Linked DNA regions of Zea mays: region 1 is linked to region 2. The links are chromatin contacts, called in public Hi-C maps. All regions are on one chromosome and are shown on one strand. Each heading gives the region's core, a stretch centred on a gene start, on an enhancer-like site or on the middle of the called end of the contact. The rest is flanking DNA. Distances are from core to core; before and after follow the strand shown. Region 1 overlaps LOC100381576. Region 2 holds the start of LOC100276012.

Region 1 (6,620 bases), core at 3,090-5,589, 210 kb after region 2:
AGTTATGCCACTTGCAGTACGCACGACGTTTTAGCTCGTCGGCGGATGGAACAGTGTGATTTATTTTAATATTGCCATTTTTGAGTAATTCGTCAAATATTCTATCACACTTACCAACATTAAACGTAAACTTAACCTCTTCTTGTCGTTTCTTTTGAACCGGCTGCAAAGAGGAACAAGCCGAAGATTTGGCCTGTTTTGGCCAAACCATTTCAGCAGCGTACACTTCTGCTGATTCGTCATCTGAGCTACTTTGGTCGCACTCTACTATGTGTACGTTGTGACGCATTGTTTTAGCAGTTTCCTTGCTCCGGCTTTCGCAAGCCAAAGCTCTCTGGTGTAACTGTGCTAGTGTAAAAAATTGGATGTCTTCTAATCTTTCTTTTAAATAATATCGCAGACCATTAAAGGCTAATCCTACTAGCTGTTTTTCTGCTAAATGAATTTGAAAGCATCGGTTTCTTGTATCTCGGAATCTCCGGATGTAATCATTAACCGATTCATCTTTTGTCTGTCGCAATGATACTAAATCTACCAAATCCAACTCATAGTCACCGGAGAAAAAATGATCATGAAATTTTTGTTCTAGATCCCCCCATGATGAAATGGAATTAGGAGGTAAAGTGACATACCATGCGAACGCAGTTCCTGTTAGAGATAATGAAAATAAACGCACGCGAAATGCCTCTGTGTCGGCCAATTCTCCTAATTGCGCTAAGAACTGGCCTATATGTTCGTGCGTGTTTTTTCCCTTGATCACCCGAAAATTTTGCGAATTCGGGTATTCTAGTTCCCTGTGGGTACGGGTGGTGATCAAATCGGCTGTCATAAGGTTTCCGATATGATTGCCCCCCAGGGACCATGCTTACTTCGAGCTTCTCGGAACGCCCCGGCTATTTCTTCCCTCACTATATCAATGGCAGCCGGTGCAAGACCACTGGCTCTTTGGTCAAACATAGGTGGGGTTGGTTGTATGTTAGTATGTTGTCTTTCCCCCCATTGGTTTGAGCTGCGTGGTGCATTCCCATTTGCCCTATATGGCTCATAGGTTTGATCGTTTCTTTCCGGCCTTCTAGGTGGGGCCGGAAAGCTTTCCTGGACTCTGGATCCTGAATTAATGGGCTGGTGCATTGCATAGTGTGATGGGAAGTGTTGCTGGGACGGGCTAGGATTCAGGTAATAATCCTCCTCAAAAGACTCATGCGCGGACTGTCCGGATACGTACCCGGACCATCTGTAGTTATATGCGGACCGTCCGTTGTTGTATGCGGACCGTCCGACTGGGTAGTTTGGGTTCTGTGACGTATGTGGTGGCTCGGGTGCATGTCTGGGTACTTCATTAAAAACGGGCTCGGTCGTGGCTGGCCCGGACGGTCCGCGATCACGCGCGGACGGTCTGGACATGTGCAGATCGGCTGTTTTGCTGCCGATTTGCGGTTGCTCAGGGTATGTGTCCATCGGTATCCCATAAAGGGGTTGTGACTGGTCGTGACAACCTACAGCCGATGTATTACGCGTATTACCCCCTAATTCTACCTCCTGTGATAGGAAATTTGCAATGCTAGATTTGTCAAATGCACGTGCTAATCTCCTATAGTCGTTTTGCATATCCCCTATGATATTTTGCATTTGCTCACGCTGTTCATCTACATAATTCTTAAGAGATTGCAGCTCGTTTGTATTACTTACATTGGGGATGTCTGGCGTGGGTCGCAGTGAAGCCGGATCCGTCGCCCGATGTCGGACGACTTTGTTGTTCCTGTCCACTTTGAAGTTGGCCAAGAACCTCGCTTTTGCCTCCTGGATCATCTGCTCCTTATGCTCCTCAAACTGGAGCTGTTCGTCAGCCGGCAATGTGTCCCAAGTCGGCTCTATGATGTTGCTTGGAGATACTTCAGAACTATCCCTTGAACCGGCCATTGGGGGCCGATTTGATAGGTCGAAATATGTCTTCCCCAGCAGAGTCACCAAAAAGTATGTTGGCGCTTTTTCGGAACGCCAAATACTCAAGAAGAACTGGCGGCGGTACTCTCTGGTCAGGCGCGGACGGTCCGCGGCACAGGGCCGGACGGTCCGCGACCTGGCGTGAGGCGGCGGTGCTCTCTGGTCAGGCGCGGACAGTCCGCGGCACAAGGCCGGACGGTCCGCGACCTGGTGCAGGAGCTCGGGTTCCCTGCCTGACGACCGGACGGTCCGCGCCCTAGGGTCGGACGGTCCGCGCGTGCGCAGGGGCGGCGGAAGATCGCCGGCGGCGCCTGGATCTCGCTCCCGGGAGGGACCCCGTCAGGGAGGAGAGATCCTAGGAGTTGTCTAGGCTCGGGCAGGCCGACCTAGACTCCTCTAATCGACGTAGAGTCGAGGAGAGGCGGAGAATTTGGGGATCGAGAGGCTAAACCTAAACTAGACTATAACTACTCCTAGGATAAAATGTGAAATAGAAGTTGTATTGATTCGATTGATTGTTCCAAATCGGCCGTAGACCTCTCTTTTTATAGAGGAGGGGGGCTGGACCCTTTACACAACTGGATTCCGAGCTAATTCCGCAAATCTAGCCAACAAACATAGCACAAAACTCGGAACCCTAAACTGCTCTGCGCATGCGCGGACCGTCCGGCCCACAAGCGCGGACTGTCCGGACCGTGGACCGTCCGGCCTTAGGGCCGGACCATCCGCCAGGCTCAAAATGGTGCTCAACAATTCCGAAAACGTTCGTTCCGTTCTCGTGAAAACAAAAAAAATAAGTACCATACCATGTACTATATTCTCGTTCCTCGATCCTACTTATCCGAGAACCTGGTTACTAACTTAGTGCCAACATGGACAAGCAGAGTGTTTGTCATTTGCTTTCTGACTACTGAATAAAGGGATGCGCTGCTGCTTATCTAAACAGAATACATGTATGATGTATCTTGATCTTGGTCGCATGTTTTATGTATTCATGTAGCAGGATGTTCCTGTGGCTACCAACATATGTTAATATAGACAGAATCATGCAGAAACCATTGCAGTAGTGTGCCAGCATAGATCGGGTTTTTGTGTTTGCTTTTTCATATTTTTCTATTTTTCTATGTATTTATAATTCTTTCTCATTCTTATGAGTTAGGATCAACTATATTGTTTTTAGTAGAGCACACTTATTCTAGATAAGGTAGTGTATTCCTCAAATTTAGTGGGATGACTGCATTCCTCGTATAAGTGTTAATTATTAGTTTGTGAGAAATGAGGTGATCATAAATTAATTCATTCTATTCCACAAACCAAACACACACAAAAAACTAGAGAGTGAGATGAGATGGACGGTATTAGTCCACCAACCAAACACCCCAATAGTTAACTGCTTAACACAATAACACAGTGTAGTTGTGCCACATAAAAGAAGTTGCACTTTTAAGTACTATAAAAGTTGGACGAATTGAAATGTGCAGTTTCTCTATCAATGAACCCAGGTTTCTATTGTTGCGTTGTTTCCTTCAGAAATGTTTTTGCCTTCATGTTTACGTAATTTCTAAAACGGTTTCCCTACAGAGTGTTCATTAGAGATCATCAATTATCAATCCCCCTAAACCCAAATCTCTTTGCACATTTGACGAACCAACAGTTTACAGGAGGAGACGAAGTCAACGCATGACAACAACAAAACGAACAGGTCAATACCTTTTTCTTTGAGAGATCTTCTTGCCCTATCACCTTCTATCTGGTTGGAATCGATTTGCTTAACCGTACGTCGTCTTTTTTGTGTGTAATTCACTGATTTTCGCCCTTCGCTTGTGACGTGATCTTGACCTATTTCTTTTTTTGCTGGAGGGCGTATTTATGCTCGTATTTTGGAAGAGAGTTATTAGGTCGGGATGGCCGGCCATGGTCCGAAGTACAAAGACACCGACAAACTCACATCCAGAAACAGCTCACCAGCAAATCTCATCAACTCACACCGCGTCCACGGTCTACAATTGCAAATGGCACGAAGAAAAAAAAAATTCGAGCCATGATCAGTAAACATCCATCAAATAGCCCCAAACATGGTGGAATTCGTCATGACAGGCCACGCACGCATAAATAACACCATCCAGCACGCCACCATATTTTTACACTACAAATAGCTGCCCGGAGAACAGGGCAGAAATGGACGACAATCTAAGGTACCACTAAACTCAGCAGGAAAAGCTTTACAAAAGAGGAAGCAAGATGATGCCAGCAGATCCATCTCCATTCGAATGTGGCGGCGCCAGGTGATGATTTCCGGGGGCCAGGGAAGAACCAAAACCTAACTTAGAGCGAGCGATGTCACTGTCAATCACCCCACCTGTGTCGCGGGCCACCACAAGAGAGGCGCTGCGGACTTGATAAATATAGCATCATCCTCTCGTCATCTAATCGTTTACCCTTTCTCCCTATCTCCTACAGGTCCTACCAGTCTCTGCGCTAACGAATCTCCTCCAGTGCTGCAGGCCAGAGTCACCTTGTTGGCTGATCAGATGCCTGGTTGGTGGCGGTCGACGGTGCCGCTGATATCGCTGGATGCGGGTGCGGGTGCGCTCCATTGTCCTGTGGAGGTGCCGATCCCCACTTCGGGTCCCCGTCTAATGGCTCCACCACATGGACCTTGCCGTCGCTCATGCCGATCGCGATCTGGTTAGGCTCCATGGGGTGCGCAGCGACTACCAACGGGTAGACCCGTCCAGCACTGTTGGATAACATGGACCAGGTCAGAAACGGCAGCTAGACATCTATCACTTGCAAAATGGATGGTACAGGCACAGCCAAGACTGAAAGCAAGTAGTTTAATTTAGGCGGAGATCCATTCATACCAGGCTAGTATTGAAGGTGGAATGTAAGCGGAAGGAGCAATCCGGCAGCGCAGCCTAAGAGATTCTGCTTCGAAGACTCCGATAGCACCATCGCAGAACCCAGCGTAAACCAAGAGACCGTCGCACGAGTATATCGCACTCGATATCGGAGCTGGGAGTGCATCTCTTGGAGACCACTGCATATGTTCAAATTTATTAAGAGAATTAATAGTAGGATGAGAACACCCAATGTAACAACTCTAGGCGCAATTGAAGGTAATGATATCATCATTCCGATAAAAAAACAGATCCATGACAAGTGGTACCATAGCATTACTAAGGCATAAACTGTGCAACCTACGATTTATTAATGTTGGTATATGATTATACATCATGAATCTGGTAATAAAGCTCGGTTTTTAAATCAAGTTGATAATATCAGTCACATATCATGGAGAATGTGAATGTACAGTGGTACAAAAAAAGAAGTGTGCCGATTAGAAATGAGAAATTAGTAGTCAAATCTTATTCACCGTAGGAGAATTGGCAAAGCCAAAACATTACTAGATCACGAACTTACCAAGCGCAAACAGTCAAGATTCCCATCATAGATTCCCAACTGGCTCTCATGGACGACCAAAAGATGTGTTTGGTCATTGTGAAACTGCACCCTTGTGTCACCAACCAAAGTGCCAGGTCGGTTTGCTGGGGGTTGGATATATCTTGATTTCTTTTTTTCCCAGCCATCAATACTCCACACACATAGCTACAGAATTTGCACAAGAAATCAATTACCCAGAGAAAGACAGATACATTCTTGTCAGAGTGACTGCAATCAAAATTTTGTATATTAATGGAACTAACATAAGCAAGTAGTTTTCTCGCACCTTATTTGATATTCACACAAAAAATGATAGAACAAAACCTACCTGAGCATCAGCACCTGATGATACTAGCACATTCATTGATTGAGAAAAGGCCAGCCCCGTAATCTTCTTCTGATGTCCCTTGAGCTTACTTTTGACCTGATGTAAGATTAAAGGCAGATCAATAAAAAGACTGCAAATATGCGAAGGAAAACAGATGTATTGAAGTGTGTAGGATTTGGGATTACAGCAGTTAATGATACAACAAACTCCCAAATGGCCAAATCTATAACTCTTGAAGGTTAACTAATTGGGTACTACTGTGTAATCACATATTATTTCTTTGCAATACAAGTATGAAAAACAACATTGCAAGGTCTACCAAGCTATATTCCAAAATACAAAATTACTTCCATTATTTAAATATAAAAATATTTAACTCGCCAAACAATCTCCAATAGATAGTTGAGAAAAACTTCTCTATGTTAGTCAAATTATTTCGACTACAAATTCTCTATGTTAATTAAATTATTTTGAATATCAAGTCCCTATGCTAGTTAAATTATAAATGATCATAATTCATAACAAATATTATAGTGCCATTTTGACAATTCAAATGATGAAGCAAGTTTTGAAAGTCTTGTAAGTCAAATATAAAGTTCAGTTGCTAAATTAAAAAAACATAATTTGCATAATGGGCACTTTGTTTCGTATTAAGGAAAAAAGCGACGATAGCATACATCATCAATGCGGACATTGTAGATTTGGATGGTAGAGTCCTCCATTCCAATGGCGATGATATTATTATCTTGTGGGTGGAATGCAAGGAAAGTTGCAGCAGGTGGAGGTGCCATGAAAGTAGTCATGACCTGTCAGAGATCCCAGATCCAAGCTTTAGGGTAAGAAATTGGCAATGATGCGATCATGGTATAACAATTTTTATCTGAAGCTATCAGCAGCAAACTAC
Region 2 (7,155 bases), core at 3,728-6,227:
GTTTGATGTGCATGGTTTGATGGCTGTTGGTGCTGTCCTAGATCCTAGGTATAAACTTCATCTTTTGAACGTACTTTTTCTAAAAATCCATGGATCTGAAATTACAAGTATGGAGGCTGTTAACAAAGTCAAGGATATCCTTTATAACTTGGTTTTAGAGTATCAAGATACTATAGAAGTTGTTGCCACAACAGATGGTGCTCAACCTAGGACAAGTAGTGCTCCTAATGACATGTTTGAGGAGGATTGGATGGACACTTTTGATGATTACATGTCCAAGCAACCAGACGTGACCTCCACTTATGTGCGCACAGAGATGGATTTGTACTTAGAGGAACCACTGCTTCCTAGGACACATGATTTGGATATCATTCAGTGGTGGCAGCATGCTGGGCTTAAATATCCTACTTTGAGAAAGATTGCACGTGATGTTCTTGCAATTCCGGTTTCAACAGTGGCATCTGAGTCCGTGTTTAGCACAGGAGGAAGAATAATTAGTCCACACCGTAGTAAGCTTGCACCATCAATGGTGGAAGCACTCATGTGTATGCAGGCTTGGTCTCGTGCTGACATGTTAGGTACGTGGTCATAATTTTAACAAGATTTATATGTTATTTGTTTTCATGCACATTATAGGAAACAACCAATGATGGCTGCTTTGTTGCAATGTAGGGTCTCCAACTATGATGGGTGTTTTGATGACTTGTCTTGATGAACAAGATGAAGAGATGGTATTGTTTATTTGTTGCTTTAATGACTTGCATTGAAGAGCCTGACTCGAGCTGTTGAGGGTTGTTTTTATTATTTTGCAGGATGAACATGAATCAACAATTGTTGATTAACCATTTGAGATGATCAGATGAACCTGCTTGTTGGATCTAGATGCTTGGCTGCTTGCTGTCTGTTGGAGTGTTGGGTGCTGCTAGCCTGCTACAAACTACTTGTTGAACCTGACTGTCATGTACTCATATTGTGAGAGACTGCTTGCTGTAATATGTATGCTACAAACTGCTTGTTGAACCTGACTGTTTGCTGTAATATGTATGCTGCTACAAACTGTTTGATGCTACAAACTGTTTGCTATTGAGTATTGGCTGTCATGTTGGCCTTGTTTACTTGCTATTGACTAAATGTAATTAATATGTATGCTGTAGTCTTTCATCATTTCATGCCCTTTTTTCTGATGAAGTATGAATGTATGATCTTGTTTGTCACTATATCTTGTACTGTGTTGCTGCTTGGCTGCTGGAAATCAGCACATTTGTTTCGGGTCTGCGGGTCCCCGACGGGTTGCGGGCCTCCACGGGTTCGGGTCCGGGTGCGTGTTTTCACCCGTAATACAATTCGGGTTCGGGTCGGGTCTGCAATTCGGGTTTCGGGTGCGGGTCCGCGGACATTGCACCCGACCCGAACCCGCCCCATTGCCAAGCCTATGTGCAACCATACAACTTTAACCAAATTGACTCCCTTGATCAATGAGCTCATATAAAGCCTTGGTGCATCATGGATGGAACTATCTTCTGCACAAACATGCCATAAGTTGTACTAATCTACAGCAAATTCAATTAACAGTTAATCTCATTATTAAGATTTGCATTCGTTTATGTAGGATTGTCACACTCATTCATGCCCAAACACCCGCATGTATCATTCTCCAGTTTTCACTATAGTCGCGTTAGGGGCTGCACACATGGTTAAACCGGCCATGAATCAAGGCCGGCTAACCATAAGTTTACGACACCCACAGTATGTAAAACTGATTCAATACCTTTTTCAGTAAACCAGTCAAATATTCAATTTCATCCTTTTTTGCTCTTGATACCTTTTCTTCGATTTCTTCAACAGTAGTCCTGCAATCAAATGAACTATATTGGTAACTTAGAAAAGGTGAAGAAAAAGGTGTGCTAATTTCACAAAGGAATATCTTCATGTACTTATACACTAGTTCTCAAACATAGAAGTGAGAACATTGGATGCATCATAACCATCGAAGCCTGCTATTCAAAACCCTGTTTATTTTTTTATATTTCTATTTCCTTTTTTTGGAGGGACGGGGGGCACTTACTTCTCTGAAGATAATGCATCAAGATTCTGCTTTTCAACAAAGTCATCTATCTTTTCAAGGGCAGCAGCCACCTAAAATCATGAAATGATGTTGTTACACCTGAGAGAATGTAGTACATTCTAGCAAGCACTACAAAAGCACAGAGTATTACATAAAGTGGTCCTTAATATACAAGAGATATGTTAAACTGTTAGAATTTAATTACTTATTTTCTAGATATAATAAGAATTTTGTTTTAATTTAAGGTGACCCTAATAGCCAAGTTTTTCTGAAACAATATCATTGTGAATTGATGGATATTGAGTAGCAGCCATGGTCAAAATCACGTCAAAATTATCTGCCCCATTTTCTCCATATCATGTTCATCTCTACTGTCGTCCCAGGCACAATTCAAAACCCAATAACACATTCACTTTCATGTCCGGTCTACCAGAAACCAGAAAACACCAAGTGCACGTCCGCACTGCTTTATAATGATGAGAAATCATTCTACTATTATATGTGTTTCTCTGTTAAATTAGAAGAATGGTTGTTATGTGCTAGCCTGCTAATGCCATTAAGGCTATCTCCAGCAGCTTACACATACTCATACCCATATTCAAACTTCACTCTACGAACAGTGCAGTTTACAATGAAAAATAATGTTTTAGGTGACCATATGGGTGAACTGTTGGACACAGTCTAAGGGCAAGAATCCTGAAAAGGGAGTAAGGGTTTGGCAGAGCTCCAGGTCCAAAAATCTCCTGAGTTGTTTGTTTGAGCTGTTTTCCTTCTATAATAAACAAAAACTGTCTTAGGATCCTTGAGCACAAAAACTCCAGATCTAAGATGAAGCAGCTCTTCTAAACAGCGACTGGGAAGTGGGAACATATGGAAGAAATTAGGAGACAAGAAGACAAAAAAAATGGAGGCTAGCACTGGTAAGACTGTTGAAGTTCGAGAGTTGATGAAACCCCCTATCACCTGTCCAGGTTCGAAGGTCTGCACAAACTTCTTACCGGAAAAATCTGGGGAATGTCGCCCCCCTGATCAGAGTCTTTTCTTAAGAAGACAATAAAATACAAAGAAATGGAGGAGCACAGGCTAAGGCTATTAAGTGGTGTGTGGCCACTACTTGCTGATTACTTGATTGATAAAACCAGTTGCTGAACAATGAACTTCTAAACTGTAACATCTTATAGCAGTAGAAACAGGGGATAAGATGCCTTTAAATTATGGATTTAACAATATATAGTACAATTTCACCCTCTTCATGAATGATACTCTCATATACTTTGTGGTGAAGTGCAACCAAATCGCAACCAGTCCAACCCATTGAATTTAAAAGAATTCCCATAGTATTTGGTGGGAAGAGCTCCTTTTATATTGATAGTGCTGCTACAGTACTACACCTAGAAGTATGAATATAAACAATATCTAAACGGTAATATGTCTCACTGAGTTGAACTTTTTTTTCTCTCGAAAGTCTCACTGAGTTGAACTGTTAATTAACCAGAAACAAATTTTGTCGAAAATCCACAAATTGTGATGAAAGTATGTCAACATGTTTCAGAAAATACTGATTTCAAAAGTACCTGTGTTTCTTGGCAGAAGTCGTCAAACTCATCCTGCAATATGAAGAGAAAACAAATTATTCTCGAATACGCAGGAGAGCTGCCTATCATTTCATTAATAAGAGAAGAAAAAAGGTTTTACAAAATAGAAGAAACACACACACACACCCAGCAGATTGGCAGTTACATTCGTGGGCTTGGCAAACAGAACAGAAGGGACATCAGTTTTGTAATTTAAGAATGCAAGCTTATATATTAGATACAAGTGGTAAACCGTGCAAGTGAGGCAGCAGAAAACATAGCGAGAGACAGGCACAAAGGCATTATATAATAAACAGTTAACATAACATAACCCTTAGCCTAGGTTTTGTTTCTAATCACAGAATGTCCTCATTGCTAATAAAGTAGTAAGCTAGGAATGTAATGGCACTACAAAAGGGAAGCGTGGTCAAGAAATCCATGGTACAGTCAACAGTGGCATGTATTTGAACAAAATCTGAATGCAAAAAGACTATGCAGAGAATAGCTTGGAACAAAAAATTGTACCACTACGTTGGCATGCAGATTCTTCATCACCTGAAAAAATGGAATAATCTACATGAGTCACACACTCACACTAGCATAATCTACACGAGTCACACATTCACTAGCTGGATACAGAACTTAGCTTTGCGTGTTATTCAAATTAGTAGGTATTGCAATGATAAAATAATTTACATGTTCATTGCAAATCGCAGCAATTATTGGACAGTGCATGGATCAGGACACTCACAAGGGTGAGCATCCGGTGCAAACGCTCCTTCTCAGCATCAGTGAAGGACGAGAAAGCGTCATTGACATCCTGAAACGCTCAAGAACATAAGTCAATCGTATGCTTAACCCAGATTTCTGTAGCACGAACAACTGGGAAATCAAATCGTCATCAAGGATATGTGCTCTTCTGCTGGCTCAAACCGTAGCGAGACCAGCATCGCCAAGGGAGGAAACGGGAGTTGAGGAAGGGATGTGGGGCGAGAGAGCTAGCCAACGAACAAAAACTAACCAACCTCGCGGGAGCAGGCGGTGAGGAGGCACTGGATGGAGAGCTTGAACGAGCTCTGGAGCTTGTCGAACCTCCCCGACGCCGCGGGATCCATCGGTGCCGGAATCGGCAAAGGTAGATGCCCTTTTTGGAGCCGCTTCTTGCCGAGTTATGGTCGCCCGCAATTCTTCTCCCCCCGGTGTTTCAACGCGAAATCGGAATCAGCAGGAAAGAAACAGTGGGGAGAATCTCCTCGATTCGCTCGCTCGATAGGCACTGGCGCTGTCACTGAGCTCCTCCACCCGCGCGTCGCTGCCTCCGAGATCCGCCGCCGCCGGGCAACTTCCCCGCGCGCGGCCGCTGTTCGACTTCTCCCCGTGCGTCGCCGACTCCGCGCTTACAGGAATGTTGAATGGGCTAGTTGGGCTGTTCCGAGATGAATCGTAGTTGTAGTGCGGCCCAAATCGATCTGGGCCGTGATGATGGCAGAGGAGTAGGACACATTCGGCGTGGGGACGAGGAGTCAACGAGCTGGGCCGGCGCTTTTGACTATGTGCATGTGAGACACATGTTGCCTTGTCACTTTTATTTGTTTTAGCTTATAGATTATATAATCTAAATTATAAAATTAAATAATCTAGATTAGATAATTTTAATGTAGCTATTTGGCAACCTAATTTATTATAACTTTTATTATTGATTTTAGTCGTGTTATGTAGCGGGAGCAAGAAAAAGTAACTGAAACGTTGTTTTTTAAGGAGTGGTAATGGTGCGTAATTTCACCTGAAGTTGTCATGGGTAGTGGGTCTTTTGCCAAAAATAATAAATATCAAATGAGCACCTCTTAAATCTCTACTATTCTATAAGCTTTTACCGTGGGCGTCCACACTTCACCGTGCCCCCGCTCCCGTCATTCCTGCACCCCTCCCGCGCCGCGCACTGCCCTGTCCTCCTCCATGATCACCGTCAGGCAAACCGGACCGTTCCATCCGCCCGGGTGCCCACTCCCGAAGTTTTCTCTTCTCGACACCGTGCCCGCTGCGGTCGCCTCCCCAACAATCCCCTGAATCTCGCCTCCCGCTCCCGTCTTTCTCCTTTCTCTCCCCGACACCATAGCCGCCACGCTGACCTCCCCCAACAATCCTCTGCATCCACGCAAGGATGCGGAGTTGTTCATGCAGTTACATCTTCCTCAGCGGACCCCTGCCCCGCGTGACTCCCTGGCACACACCCATCCGCTGTGCCCCTCTCCGCGCCACAAATTCCTCATCTCAGAAGTCGCGCTCGAGCTCCACCACCACGCCACCGCCCCCACCCCATGTGACGGCCGCTAGGGCTGGAAAAAAAAGCTCAGGCTCGGCAAGCCGGATCGAGCTCGTCGCGGCTCGGGCAGGCTCGAGCCGGCTCGCGAGCTACCGGCGAGCCGAACCGAGCCGGTTTAGCAAGCTCGACAAAATCTCGAGCCAAGCCGAGCCAGCTCGCACAAGCTCGCGAGCCAAGCCCAGTAACAACGTAACTGCGTAAGTACCAGGCTACCAGCAGCGCTGCAGCAGAGCGGAGCAGCCTAATAGGCCCACAAGCAAAGCAAGCGCTGAAGCGCCTAAAGCTCAAGCCGGCAAGCCGCCCCGGCCCAAACCAGTCACCTAACCCTAACAGCTCGTGCTCGGCGGTGGCGCCTCGGCGGTGCTCCTCAGTCCTCAGCTCCTGTGATAGAGTGACGGCGGCGCTCGTGCTTGTGTTCGGCGGCTGGCGCGAGCACGACCGCGACCGCTGACGGCTGACGCCCTGACGGAGTGAAGGCTGACGATGCCAGGCGCTACCGCGATCGCCGCTGGCCCGCCGTGCGGTCCGGTGTTCCGTAGACGGTGCCCCACCACGCGCGGACGCGCACGCAGCCACGCCGGCACGCCGCGTCGCCGCCTGCCGCCACCCGCCTGCTGCCTCCCTCTACCTGGCCGGTGGCCGCTGGCCCGCTACCTGGCCCAGTGCCCCAATCCGCCATCTGCTGGCTACTCTGCTCATCCACCGCTCGCCTGCACGACCGGTTCCTCATCCACCGACCACCAGTGAGGATCGTCAATTCCTCATCCACCGCTCGAGTTGCAGTTAACACATTATGTAGTTTGTTCAGTTTTATCTTGCAGACTTGCAGTTGCAGTTAACACATTATATATTGTTGATCATAAATTGCTAGGTTATGGAATCTGGTGTGCAAGGGAAGGGGGTGAATCAAAGTAATGAGATAGATTCAGAAAGCAATTCATTTGACAAGAACGATGACATGTCTGAGGATGAAATGATTGTCCTAGGTGGGAGAGAGATTGATGTTGTGGAATCAAATAATGATGACAAAAGAAAAGCCAAGAAAAGGCGTAAGGGGGTGAAAGTAAAGGATAACAACTCTAAATCCAAAGTGTGGGAAGTTTTTGATAAAGTGACTATTGGAGATGCATCCGAGGATGGAAAGAAGACATTAAAGGCAAAGTGCAAGTATTGTAAGAAAATGTATGCCTACA

Evidence for each region. Hi-C and Micro-C count contacts between places; a contact is called where the count stands out from the background.
Region 1: a Hi-C map of ear shows a contact between it and region 2, with 5 times the contacts expected there. The contact joins the enhancer-like site here to the promoter of LOC100276012 in region 2. A contact is called at or near these places in 5 of 25 Hi-C or Micro-C datasets (ear, endosperm, leaf and 1 more).

The regions. Positions count from the first base shown.
Region 1 is chr10:77,868,757-77,875,376 of Zm-B73-REFERENCE-NAM-5.0, forward strand. LOC100381576 reads right to left here. Exons shown (of 25, transcript NM_001174401.2): 21 at 6,394-6,522; 22 at 5,717-5,812; 23 at 5,368-5,553; 24 at 4,809-4,984; 25 at 4,456-4,684. The coding sequence ends at 4,456. Among protein-coding and RNA genes, the nearest start is that of LOC100381576, 9.2 kb to the right of the region's middle. Within about 2 kb of position 4,340, at least 17 of the 20 cell types and tissues checked have an H3K27ac peak or open chromatin away from gene starts, as enhancers often do. A contact at or near this core is called in ear, endosperm, leaf and 1 more, where this site is marked.
Region 2 is chr10:77,653,996-77,661,150 of Zm-B73-REFERENCE-NAM-5.0, forward strand. It overlaps LOC100276012, which reads right to left and starts at 4,978. Exons shown (of 8, transcript NM_001149906.2): 1 at 4,665-4,978; 2 at 4,391-4,459; 3 at 4,165-4,194; 4 at 3,640-3,672; 5 at 2,066-2,136; 6 at 1,769-1,850. The coding sequence starts at 4,754.